2 separate regions of the Mus musculus genome follow, and region 2 is linked to region 1. Evidence: chromatin contacts called from public HiChIP or PLAC-seq data. All regions are on one chromosome and are shown on one strand. The core of a region is the stretch at or near the end of the contact, and the rest is flanking DNA. Distances in the headings are between cores, read along the strand shown.

Region 1 (5,825 bases), core at 1,550-4,049:
GATGTTATTTATACTTTTATGAATTTAACTGTAGAAAAATGAGAGAAAATAAAGATTAAGTGGGTTTGGAAAATGGACTTTTAAAAAAATCATACCTTTAAGTATTTTGAAATATTTGTCTGTCAGACATTTTCAGACCACAAAAATGTGTGTGTTTGTGTGCCAAAATGAAACCAGTGTTACAATTTAAGCATGTTGGGCCAATGCGATGGCTCAGAGGGTGGAAAAGCTTGCTGATTAGGTCAAGGACCTGAGTTCAATTCCCGGGACCCACAAGGCAGAAGGAAAGAACTGACCTTTGTAAGTGTTTTTTTGACCTCTACACACTTGCAGTAATATGCATGTATGCGCCCCTCCAAATAAATGACTTCAAGAATTAAAACAATCAAACACATCATGAAGATGTCTGTAGTTCATTGTGCTGGCCACGGGCAACTCTTTGTTGGCTATTCAGATGCTCTTAGTTATTTTGTACAAATGGCTCTTTATTGCGTAGCTGATGGCTGACCCGAACTGTTACAAAAGCAGGGTCTTGTGTAGTCCAGGAAGACTCTGACTTCTGATCTTCCTCCCTTTTCTCAATGTACACCACCATGCACTTCAAGATCAGTGAGAGACTTTGTCTCAAAAATAAAGTGGAGAACCATAGAAGACTATACTCAGTGTTCCTGCATGTATACACACACACTCACACACTCACACACACACACACACACACACACACACACACACAGAGAGAGAGAGAGAGAGAGAGAGAGAGAGAGAGAGGAGAGACAGAGACTAAGAAAAGGACAAAGGGCTGATAAGATGACTCAGTGGGTTAAAGGGATTGCTGCTAAGCCTGAAGACCAGAGTTCAAGGCCCAGAACCCATGTGCTGGAAGGAGAGAACCAGTTCCCACGAGTTATTTTCTGACCTCAACATGTATAATGAGATACTATTGTGCCTCTGCAATAATTAAGTAGAACATAAAAACAATTAAAGAAAAACTACTGTTACTTGAATATTGAAATGTCTGATCTTTGGCTCTCCATGTCTCTGCCCACAGGGGAGAGGCCAGCTCTATGGTTTCTGTTCCCAACTTTAGGCAACTTTAGGCACCTTCTCAGCTTTAATGTCACAAACCCTTTGACACCCAGCAGGGGAAGGAGTGTAATCAGATCTCCAAGGACAGCAGCCTACAGCAGGCTGGCCCTGAGGTTCTGAGTGGGCTGTCTTCCCCACAGGTTAATCTTGGTTGCTGTTTTATTTTTGAAAGGAAAAAAAAAAAAAAGCACAGGGCCAATACATGGCTCAGAGTTTAAAGGTGTCTGCTGCCAAGCCCGATGACATGAGTTCGATCCTTCGGACCCACCTGGTAGAGAGAACTAACTTCTGCAAGTTGTCCGCTGACCTCTATACTCATGCTGCAGTACGCATGCTCACACACCTGCATACAGAGACATGTGTACATGCTCAATAAATAAATGAATGCATGCTTTAAAAAGTGCAATTGTGCTTATTTGCAGATGGTGTAACTAACAGAGTGGAAAACCCTATGCAACTCACAAGGAAAGTTACAAGAGCCGAGGAGACAGACCTAACATGCTCACTTGTGAGCCCAATGCTTGAGAAATGCAGCTAGGGAGATCAGGAGTTCAAAGTCCTCCTCTGCGACATAGTGAGTTCAAGGCCAGCATGGGCTAAATAAGACCCTGTCTCAAACCAACCAACCAATAGCTAACTTTAGTAAGATTGCAAAATGTCAGGTTAAAATAAGGAAACCAGTTGATTTTCCAGTTCCCACCAGTGGGGCAGTATGGTAAAGTCCTCTGAAGGAGCTCTCAGTTGCATCTGCTGTTGGCTGCTCCACTGTCTCCTTTGTCAACTCTGCCATTGCATTTTGAGGACACAGTCCACCACCATGGGCCCTGGTGGGAGAAAGAAAGATGCAGGCTGGGGTCCAACTGCTGCCCCTGGGCTCCTGTCCCCACAGAGCCTCACCTCCTTTGGACTTCTGTCACTCTGGTGGCTTGAGAGGAAGGTCCAGTCACTCTTCTGGCTTACGTTTGGTTGGGGGAGGGGGTCCCCCTAGCATGGCTACTAGGGCCACAGGGAGGGCTGAGTCCTTTCCCCATCCTCAGCAGAGCCATGTCCACTGCCACTCAGAGCAGCCATGTGGTGTCCAGGCCCCCTCTGCTCCTCAGCCCCTGCGTGGTGTGACTCACTGTTACTCCCAGGGAAGATGTCTCTTAGGATCTCCACCCTTCCCACACACTGTGCTCCCATCACCTCCCCGGTTCCCAGGTCCACCTCACGGTGTCCCCCATCCATCCCCAGCCCCCAGAGGTTGTCTCATTCTAATGAGTCCAACCTGCAGCTGGCCAGGAGCACTGTGTTGACTTAGGACGTTGCAGAACCTAGGACAGGAACACTGTGCTGACTCGGGATGTCGGGATTCGACAGGCAGGACTGGGCTTAGTGGAGCCCCCACACTCCCAAGATCTCTAGTTATGATAGAGCCAGAGTTTGAACTCATTTGTCTCAGGCACCAAGTTCCGTGTGAGTTTTGATGTGTCCTGAGATGCCCCATTTCCCACCAGCCCTGAGAGCTCTGGGGTGGGGGGCGGGGAGTGGGTGGAGGTGACAGACAATCATAGCACCTGTGACAACAACCATGCCAAGGGCTACCATGCGAGCCTTCTCTCCTCAAACCATCCACTAGAGCCAGCTGGCCCCTGTAGGCCATTTACCTGTCTGGGTGCCGACATGGGGCTGAGCCGGAGGGAGGGAGGGAGGCCTGGGTTTTGACTGGCAGCTGAGCTCACTGGGCCTGCCTCTCCCTGCCCCCTCCATTCCAGCTGGCTGCAGAAGCCAGTGGGGGTAGAGCTTACAGGGAAACGTTTGTTCTTGCCTAGAACAGACATGGGCTGGGGACCCAGCTTCCCTTTGGCTGCCACGGAGACTGGGGCCACTTGAGTTCATGTTTATTTTCACAGCGTGGATTCCATGGAGATAATCACCCCAGCCAGGGAAGCCCTAGGAAGAGGGCTCCGGCCTCCATGGAGCACCTACTATGTGCGAGGTTAAAGACAGACCGGAGCCAGTGGGATTCCCAACACACACGGGAGGATCGGACTTCTGACTGAGGGTTCTCACCCAAGGTCACACAGCAGGCTAGCACAGAGCTGGAAAGGAGGTCACCTGTGCCCAGGCTCTTTTCTGCTGTGTCTGAATGAAGCCTCTTCCAGGAAATAGGCTCTAATCTAACACGAGATCCCGGCCAGGCAGGCAATGCTTCTCTGACCTTCAGTCTCGTTCTCTTTTATCCAAGGGTCAGGGAATTTGAAGAAAAGTCTGGTGCATGGTTAGAATACCATGTGAATATATTATCATTGTAGCTAGTTTTCTTTCTTCTTTTCTCTCATCTGATCCTAGACTTTTGGGCTAGCCACGGTCCCAGGGTGCCCTCACAGATGCCAGCGTCTTCCCCAGTAGAAGCTGTGAACCACGTCCTGTGGAAAGAGGGCTTCGCTCAGAGAGAAGCTCACTACTCAATGTCCCCCAAGGGACAGACTGAGAGTCCAACCACCCTGTCCCATGGGGACAGAAGCCCTGAGTCTGACCCCTACTATCCTGGATCTTTCCACAAATCTATGCTGTCTATAATAACTGCCTTTCTCCATATTCTCTTCCCATCAGCTGGCTTCCTTGCTGAAATCCACCTCTCACAGCCTGACTGGACAGAGCCCTGACCACCTTCTTGCTCAGACCTGCGGATTCCAAGGGAGAGGACTCGAGGAAACAGCTAGATCAAAACCAAACATGGAACCGATCAGATCCTTAACCTGACACTACAAACTTCCCACAGACTTCAGAGAAATACCTCAGGAAGGGCACGACCTTTCATTTCTCCCCAAGGCTACCTCCTCCTCCTCCTGCCCTGCCTTTCTAAAACACAGATTTGACCTTGCCGCTTCCCGGCCTCAAGCCCCTTGGCTCCCTCCGTATTATTTGTTATTCTTATTTGAGAGTATTTGTCGATGGCCCCTGCTTGCTGGCCCCGTGCCAAGTGTTTTTTTTTTTTTTTTTTTTCCCCTTCAGGCATCTGTTCCCCTGGGGCAGGGACAGTTGCTACCCTCATGCTGCTCTGGGGACCAGGCGGTCTTCTGCAGGTCTCCTGGTGGATGTGTAGGTTCACAAAGCTAGGTCAGTGAGACTCCAAAGTCCATGGCACCCTCCAGCTCCTGCCCCTGTGCCCTTCTCTCTGGAGACCCTTCCAGCCTGCCGCTAGATCTTGTGTACCCCAGGCGGCTGCCGGCTCCTGTGTGTTGAGTTTGTGACTCACTGAGAACTCAAGCTCTGTTTTGAGATCAAAGCCCTTCTGGTCCCAAGCCTCTCCCAAGCCACCATCTCCAGTGCTGTTTCCATGGCCTGACACACTCCTCAGAGGCAGGGGTCCGAGCACCAGGCCAGCCCATCTCCTCAGCACTTGGCTTCTGTCTCTCCCCTGGGGGATCTGGCCTGGCTGCACCGAATGGGGCAACATGGCGTCCGTCCGCTGCACCGATCAGGACTTCTGACTTTGTTTCCCACCATTGTCATGTCGACCTCTATGTGGCAGTAGCTTGACTCCCCGTCCCCCACCCCGGCCCCACCCTTGTCCTGACGCAGGTGCGTGTATGTTCCAGCCCGGTGCCAACCTGCTCCCCTTGCTCCTCAAGGTCCCCTGTCCCCCGCTTCTCCTCTAGCCTGACCCAGAGGCCCGCCATGGAACTCCTCCTCAGCCTTGCTGGTGGGTTGCTGTCCCGCCAGGTGGGGCGGCAGGGAGCCATGAAGAGAAGCACCCCATACAGGTCCTCTTCACCACTCTCACTCTGCTGCCAATTTGGCAGCCAGGTCCGTCCTTCCTCTCCTGGAGTCTCCTCTGCCCAGCATTCCCAAGGCCACAGCTCTCAGCCTCGTCTCCTTCTCCTTTATTCTGTATTATCACTCATTTGATGTTTAGACAGGGTCTCCCTACGTAGTACTGGCTGGCCTGGAACTCTCTGTGTAGACCAGGCTGGTCTCAAACTCATAGAGATCCACCTGCCTCTGCTTCTCATGTGCTGGGGTTAAATGTATGTGTCACCAAACTCATCCATCATCATCATCATCACCACCACTACCACCACCATCATCACCATCACCATCACCACCACCATCATCATCATCATCAGGGTTTCATGTATTCCAAGTTTGAACTTCCGATCCTCTCAGTGCTGGGGTTAAAGGTGTGCTCCACCACTCCTGTTTATGTGGTGCTGGCATTTGAACCCTGGGCTTCCTGCGTGCCAGGCCAGCATTCTCCCACCTGAGCTGCAACACTGGTCCTGCAGCCTCCTTTGCCTTTTCCTCACTAGCTTCATCACCCGCCTTCCCCAAACTCTGCTCTCCAGTGCACACAGCCATCTTTCTCAAGGGTAGCTGCAGGCCGGTGGCTCAGCCCCTCCCTCCCTCCCTGAGGGGTTAGGCAGTTAACTACCAGGTCTCCTGACACTGGGTATCTGTCAGGAGGTAGGTACCCGTGCCCTGCAGGCATTTGCATGAGCCTTCCTCTGTGTCCAGGTAAGCCATGCAAGCCTTCATCCACAAGCCTGTACTTATGGGACAACCACGATGATGTCATGTCTTTCTGTCCCCTTCCCCACACTGACTGAGAACTTTCTAGAAGCAGGACCTGGCAAGAATCTGCTTCTGGACCTTTGTTGGGAGTCAAACTTGAGGACCCTTGGGATTCGTACTCTACCCTCCTCCACCCCAGGATGTCCCAGCGTCCTGGATGAGGTTAGGCCTCAAGTCACATC
Region 2 (5,825 bases), core at 1,043-3,542, 280 kb after region 1:
CACACACACACACACACACACACACACACACACACATCCCTTCCACCCTGAGGACCAAGACCTTTAGAGGACACTCGTCAAACACAGCATGCTCTCAGGGAGGGACAATGGGAGTATAGCAGGAATGGTGCCTGTCTTAGTTAGGGTTGTGAACAGACACCATGACCAAGGCAACTCTTATAAAGGACATTTAATTGGGGCTGGCTTACAGGTTCAGAGGTTCAGTCCATTATCATCAGGGCAGGAACATGGCAGTGTCCAGGCAGGCATGGTGCAGGAGGAGCTGAGAGTTCTACATCTTGTTCCAAAGGCAGATAGGAGAGCACTGGCTCCCATGTGGCTAGGAGGAGTGTCTAAAAGTCTACCCTCACAGTGACACACTTTTCCCAACAAAACCACATCTACTCTAACGAGGCCACACCTCCCAAGAGTGCCACTCTCTAGTCAAGCATACCCAAACTGCCACAGCGCCTTTTGTCATCGGCAGGCATTGTGCTGTTTGACTTCTAAACCACATCCATAGTCTTTGATAGAAATTTAATTGTTCAAGCTGGTGATATAGCTCAGTGGTAGAATGCTTGCCTGATGTGTGTGGGAGGCCCTGGCTTGAGCTTTAGCACTGGAGATGAGGGAGAGGAGAGGAGGAAGAAAAAAAGATTAAAACAAAAATTTTTTTAGGGAAGGTGGCTTGAAATGAAACTAGCAGAGTGTTAAAGGGCACCAGCCCAGCCCTTCTCAGGCTTTTTTAAAAAGTCAAAAATTCCCATGGAGGAGGATTTTCAACAGGAGGAACAATGTAAGCTTTTTTAATAATTATATTTGGTTTCTAGTTGTGGTGTGTGATGGTTAGCTTTAAGGGTCAGTGCAACACAACCTAGAATTACCCGGAGAGAGTCTCTGTGAGGGACTGTCTACATCAGATTGGCCTGTGAGTGTGTCTGTGATGGATTGGGAAGACCCAGCCCACCATGGGCAACACCACTCCCTAGGTAGGGGGTCCTGAACTGTTTAAGGGTATAGCTGCGCACAAACTGACCAATGAGCATGTGTATGCTCGTTTCTCTCTGCTCATGACTGTGGCTGTGATGTGAACAGCAGTTTGAGGCTCCTGCCTTACTGTGATGGATCAGAACACAGAACTGTGAGCTAAAATTAACCTTTACTCATCAAGGTTGCTTCTCAGGTTATTTGATCACAGCAACAGAAATAAAACTAGAACGGTGTTCTAGGCATAACCTTCAGAGCAAGAGGCATTGTCAAGAGGAGCAGGGTATGAACCCAGTGGACCATAGTTCTGAAAACAACTCAACTCACTGTGAGCTTCTAGAAGCAGGAGGCTCTGTGGGACAATGATGGTGGAAAGAGACAACACCATGGGTGAAGCTTGACACACCGCTTCTGGTGGCTCCCTTTGGGTCACCCTAAGGAGAGTGGGTTATTATAACAAACTGCCTGAGATCATCAACTTGCAAAGATAGCATTGGGGGTTCCCGTGGGTGACCAGTTGGCCCCATTGATTTGGGAAAGGGACAAGACAGCAAGCACCATGGAGAGAGGATGTATGTGGAGGGAAATGCTCAACTGTGGCCATGAAACAAAACAAAGGAAAGGGACGTGCCCTAGTCGTCTGATAGTGTCTTGATAGCTCCATCCTGGATATCAAATCCGAGTGAGGCATGAAGACCTGCTCTCCATCCCGTAATAAGAGCACCTGAGACTCAGAGTAGCCCAAGTGAGACAATATATATATATATACACATACATAATATATACACATACACACACACACACAGAGAGAGAGAGAGAGAGAGAGAGGTCCGACTCAGCTCAGAATGGTGGTTGCACCACAAGAGCACAAAGACCAGTTTTGGTTTTTTGGTTGGTTGGTTGGTTGGTTTTTGTTTTGTTTTAATGTGGGTCCTTTCCTTCCTTTCCTCACTGACTGAGTCAGGAGGGTCAGGACGGTCAGGAGGGGCAGACTGTGTCTTACACGACTCTCAGGTCTTGTGGTTCCCTCTGCCACCGTCCGTCTGTTTGAAAGCACGCATGGTTTCATCTCTACCTTTTAATCCTATTTTAAAGTTTATAAAGCTCAGGATCCTGCCACAGCTCCCAGCTTGGCCGTGTCTCTGTTGTAAACTTTTTTTGGTCTGGGTTGAGGATGGAAGCTGGACTAGCAGGTGGGAGCTGGAGCCCGTGGTTCTCATTCATCTGTGGTCAGGCCAAAGCTGAATGAAGGCACTTTTCAAAGGGACCACATTATTACTACTGCTATGATTACTTTCTTTCTCACGGTCTGTGACAAACTCACAGAACACGGAGAACACTCCAGGTACAAACCACAGCAGATAACGAAGCGGAGAGCTTGAGGCTTTGTTTGTATGGACGATCTGAATTCATCCTCTTTCCCTCTCCCTCCCTCCCTCCCTCTCCCTCCCTCCCTCTCCCTCCCTCCCTCTTTCCTCTCTCTCACCCTCAGTCCTCCCTCTCCTTCTTTCTTTCCCTCCCCCTCCCTCTTCCCCCTTTGTCTGAGCAATTTTTTTAAGGATTATGTTGATGGTAGGATTATTCTTTAACATTTTCTATATTAAAAAATCTAATAAATGGTACTTTAAAAAAAGCAATATATAACCAAAAGCTATTAGGAGTACCAAGATGAATCCTGCACCATCACTGTCTTAATGAGCTACCCTGACATTATTGCATTGTTTAGTCTTTGTCAAGTCAAGTAGGCAAAGTAGAAACAAAAACATGGAGGAGATGAGTAATATCGTTAATACAGTTGTTTACTAGGTGTGCGTCACACACGGTAACCCACACAGAACACACAATTCCAACCTGTTTCATTTAGCTCTTAAGAACATTAATCCTTCTCCAATTCACAAAAGCCATGTTTCTCCCTTTTAACAGTTGAAAAGTTTAATCCACAGGAGGGCAGAGGGTGGCTCTGCCTCTGTGAGTTTCTGGGACTATGGCTGCAAGAAGCAGGCACTCCACCAATGTTTATCCCTGTCCAAAGATATGCTCTCTTACTGAATGCATCTTAGTTGTGGACTTGATGGGGTTTTAAATCACCATGGAAACAAATCTCCTGGCGTGTCTGTGGAGTCTTACCTAGATTACGTTGTGGTGGGATGATCCACAGTAAAACTAGGATCTCTGGGCTGAAAACTTTGACTGAGCATAAGGGAAGATGTGAGCTGAGCACCAGCAAATATCACTTTCTGCTCCTGACTGTAGACAGTGGGGCCAACTGCTCCACACTCCTGCTGCATGCCTCCTCTGTCATGGTGGGTCTTCACACTCCTGCTGCATGCCTTCCTGGTCATGGCAGGCCTTCACACTCCTGTCATGATGCACTATGCCTTCCCAGTCATGATGGCCCACATTCCTAATGTATGATAAAATAAACTCCTCTTTTCTTAAGTTGGTTAGGTAACTTGTCATAGCAGTGAGAAAATTAACAAATTCAGCATCCAATTACAGAGTTTAAGCAGTTTGGAAAATGCAGGACGTTCACCTCCAAATAGTTAAAACCAATGTTAACAGCATTTACAACTTTGTGGTGTTTTCTGTAGAATTTTACAAGTTGTTCCAAAATTAACCAAAAAAATATACATACAACATGTGCGCGTGCACAGAGGTTTAGAGAGATGGTTAAACAGTTAAGAGCAGGGGGTGGTCTTCCAGAGGACCCAGGTTCAATTCCAAGCACCCACATAGCGGCTCACAACCATCCTCCAGGTCTAGGCGATCTGATACCCTTTTCTGGCCTCCAAGGCCACCGTACTCTAACAGGATGCACAGACATGCTAGCCAGCAAATCACCCGCACATATAAAATAGCAGAATAAAATGTTATTTATTGTGTGTGCTTGAGCATGTATTGATGCATGCATCACACCATGGCAAACACGTGGACGTTGAGGGACAACTTTTGGGTGTCCACTGTCTCAGTCACCACATGGGTCAAAGGGATGGAAGCCAGCCAGGCAGTCTCAGCAGTGAGTGCGCTACACAGCTCCACCTGGCTGGCCCCATCTGGATTCCCTCTAAGATTTATAATTTCATAAACTTAGAGAACGTGTTTTTTTATGAGTGTGTATCTGCATGAGTGGGCAGGCATGCCGTGTGCCATGTGCCGTGTGTGGAGGTCATAGGACAATTCGGTTTTCTTTCCCTTTCACTGTGTGGACCTTGGTCTTGAACTCAGATCCTCAAGCCTTTTGGGGTACATTCCTTTACCCACTGAGCCATTTCACTGGCGCAAGAGATATTTTAAATGGTGAGATAATAGTACCCCAAAGACAGCCAAATGAACAGAACTAAGTAAAACCCAGAGAATCTTGCCCACTGAGTCATTGGTCTAAATAAGATATGATGTAAACTGTTTGCAGAAAGAAATGTTATTTGACAGACAGCCGTGGAATGATCGCCTCTAGACTGGGAAGAAAACTATATCCTTATCTCACACTCTCCAATAGATAGAAGTCCCAAAAGCAAAAAATAAAGGGATGGGCTGTCAAGATGGTTTAGAAGGTAAGGTGTTTGCTGCCAAGCTTGATGGCCTGGGTTCAAACCTCAAACCCACATGAGTAAGGAGAAAACTCACTCCTACCAGCTGTAGTTCTCTGACCTCTACATATGTGCTGTGACACAGGCAGACACACACACACACACACACACACACACACAAAATTCAATAAAAAAAATAATTTTAAAATTAGCACAATTGTATTAGAAGAAGTCAAGGAGATTTTGTTATCACTTTGGTGTCAGGGGTCTGAGTGGTCACTCTGGGGTTAGGGAACTGTGTGGTCACCCTGGGGTTAAGGGACAAGAGGCAAACCAAGCAGCTCAAAGCCAAGTGAACTTTACCTAAACCTATGGCAATGTGCTGCAAGTACTGACCACCTAGCTACGAGCTAAGGGATTAAGATCAGGAAACCACCATGTTTCAGAGACTGGGGCTGGAGCTATGGCTCGGTGATGAAGAACAGGCACTGCTCTTTCAGGGGAGCTGAGTTCAGCTCCCAACACTCATGTCACATGGCTCCCAACCTGCTGTGCCTCCAGTTCCGGGAGATCTGAGGCCCTCTTCTGGATTTTACACACACACACACACACACACACACACACACAGGGAGAGAGAGAGAGAGAGAGAGAGAGAGAGAGAGAGAGAGAGAGAGAGAGAGAGAATAACAATTCTTCTAAGCCTTAGTGATCATTATTATCTAGGCTATGGCTAAGGTCTAAGTCAGGTGTGGCTAAATCAGCACCTTCCTGACCATCACGATTTCAAATCCCAGTTCTGGTTTTGAGGAGCCACTGCTCAGGCCTGCACCAGAGCCACTCTGCTTCTGACTAGTAATGCCTGGAAGCATCATGGTGTGCCATGTCCACACGTTTCTGCACATTTAGCCATTTTTCAGAGTTTCGGTTTTTTATCTTTTTATTTTTTGTGTGATTTTCCTATTTCACTAGTTCTTATTGTGTAGATTTAAACCATCCAATTAATTTTTAAAATAGAAACAATAAACAAGAATTTCTTTAAAATCTGTAAGAAGAACCGGTGGTGAGTTGGACCAGCAAGTAGAGGTGTTTACCACCAGAGAACAAGGCAGGACAGTGAGGGTGGGCAGGGAGAGAGGGCAAGAACAAGGGTGAAAGGTGGGAGGGAAGGGGCACAGCTAACCACAGAGAAGAGAATGGGGTGTGTGGCAGTCAGAGTGAGGACACTGCTTCATCTCACTGCATGACTAGTTACAAAATAATTTTGCAGAGGTAATTGTCCTCTTGAAATTTTCTCTAAAATATTCATTCACT

What was found. HiChIP or PLAC-seq counts read pairs in DNA pulled down with a chosen protein or histone mark.
Region 2: an H3K27ac HiChIP or PLAC-seq map of T-cell acute lymphoblastic leukemia shows a contact between it and region 1, with 4 times the contacts expected there. The contact joins two enhancer-like sites. A contact is called at or near these places in 3 of 484 Hi-C or Micro-C datasets (cerebellum, embryonic stem cells and myocytes) and 1 of 115 datasets of contacts at active chromatin or transcription factors (T-cell acute lymphoblastic leukemia).

What each region holds. Positions count from the first base shown.
Region 1 is chr2:33,662,677-33,668,501 of GRCm38.p6, forward strand. No RefSeq gene overlaps it. Among named protein-coding and RNA genes, the nearest start is that of C130021I20Rik, 24 kb to the left of the region's middle. Within about 2 kb of position 2,800, at least 50 of the 459 cell types and tissues checked have an H3K27ac peak or open chromatin away from gene starts, as enhancers often do. A contact at or near this core is called in T-cell acute lymphoblastic leukemia, where this site is marked.
Region 2 is chr2:33,944,074-33,949,898 of GRCm38.p6, forward strand. The region is part of intron 1 of Gm39793 (a long non-coding RNA gene); the gene reads right to left. All of the region lies in intron 1 of Gm13404 (a long non-coding RNA gene), which reads left to right. Among named protein-coding and RNA genes, the nearest start is that of Gm13404, 4.7 kb to the left of the region's middle. Within about 2 kb of position 2,293, at least 3 of the 459 cell types and tissues checked have an H3K27ac peak or open chromatin away from gene starts, as enhancers often do. A contact at or near this core is called in T-cell acute lymphoblastic leukemia, where this site is marked.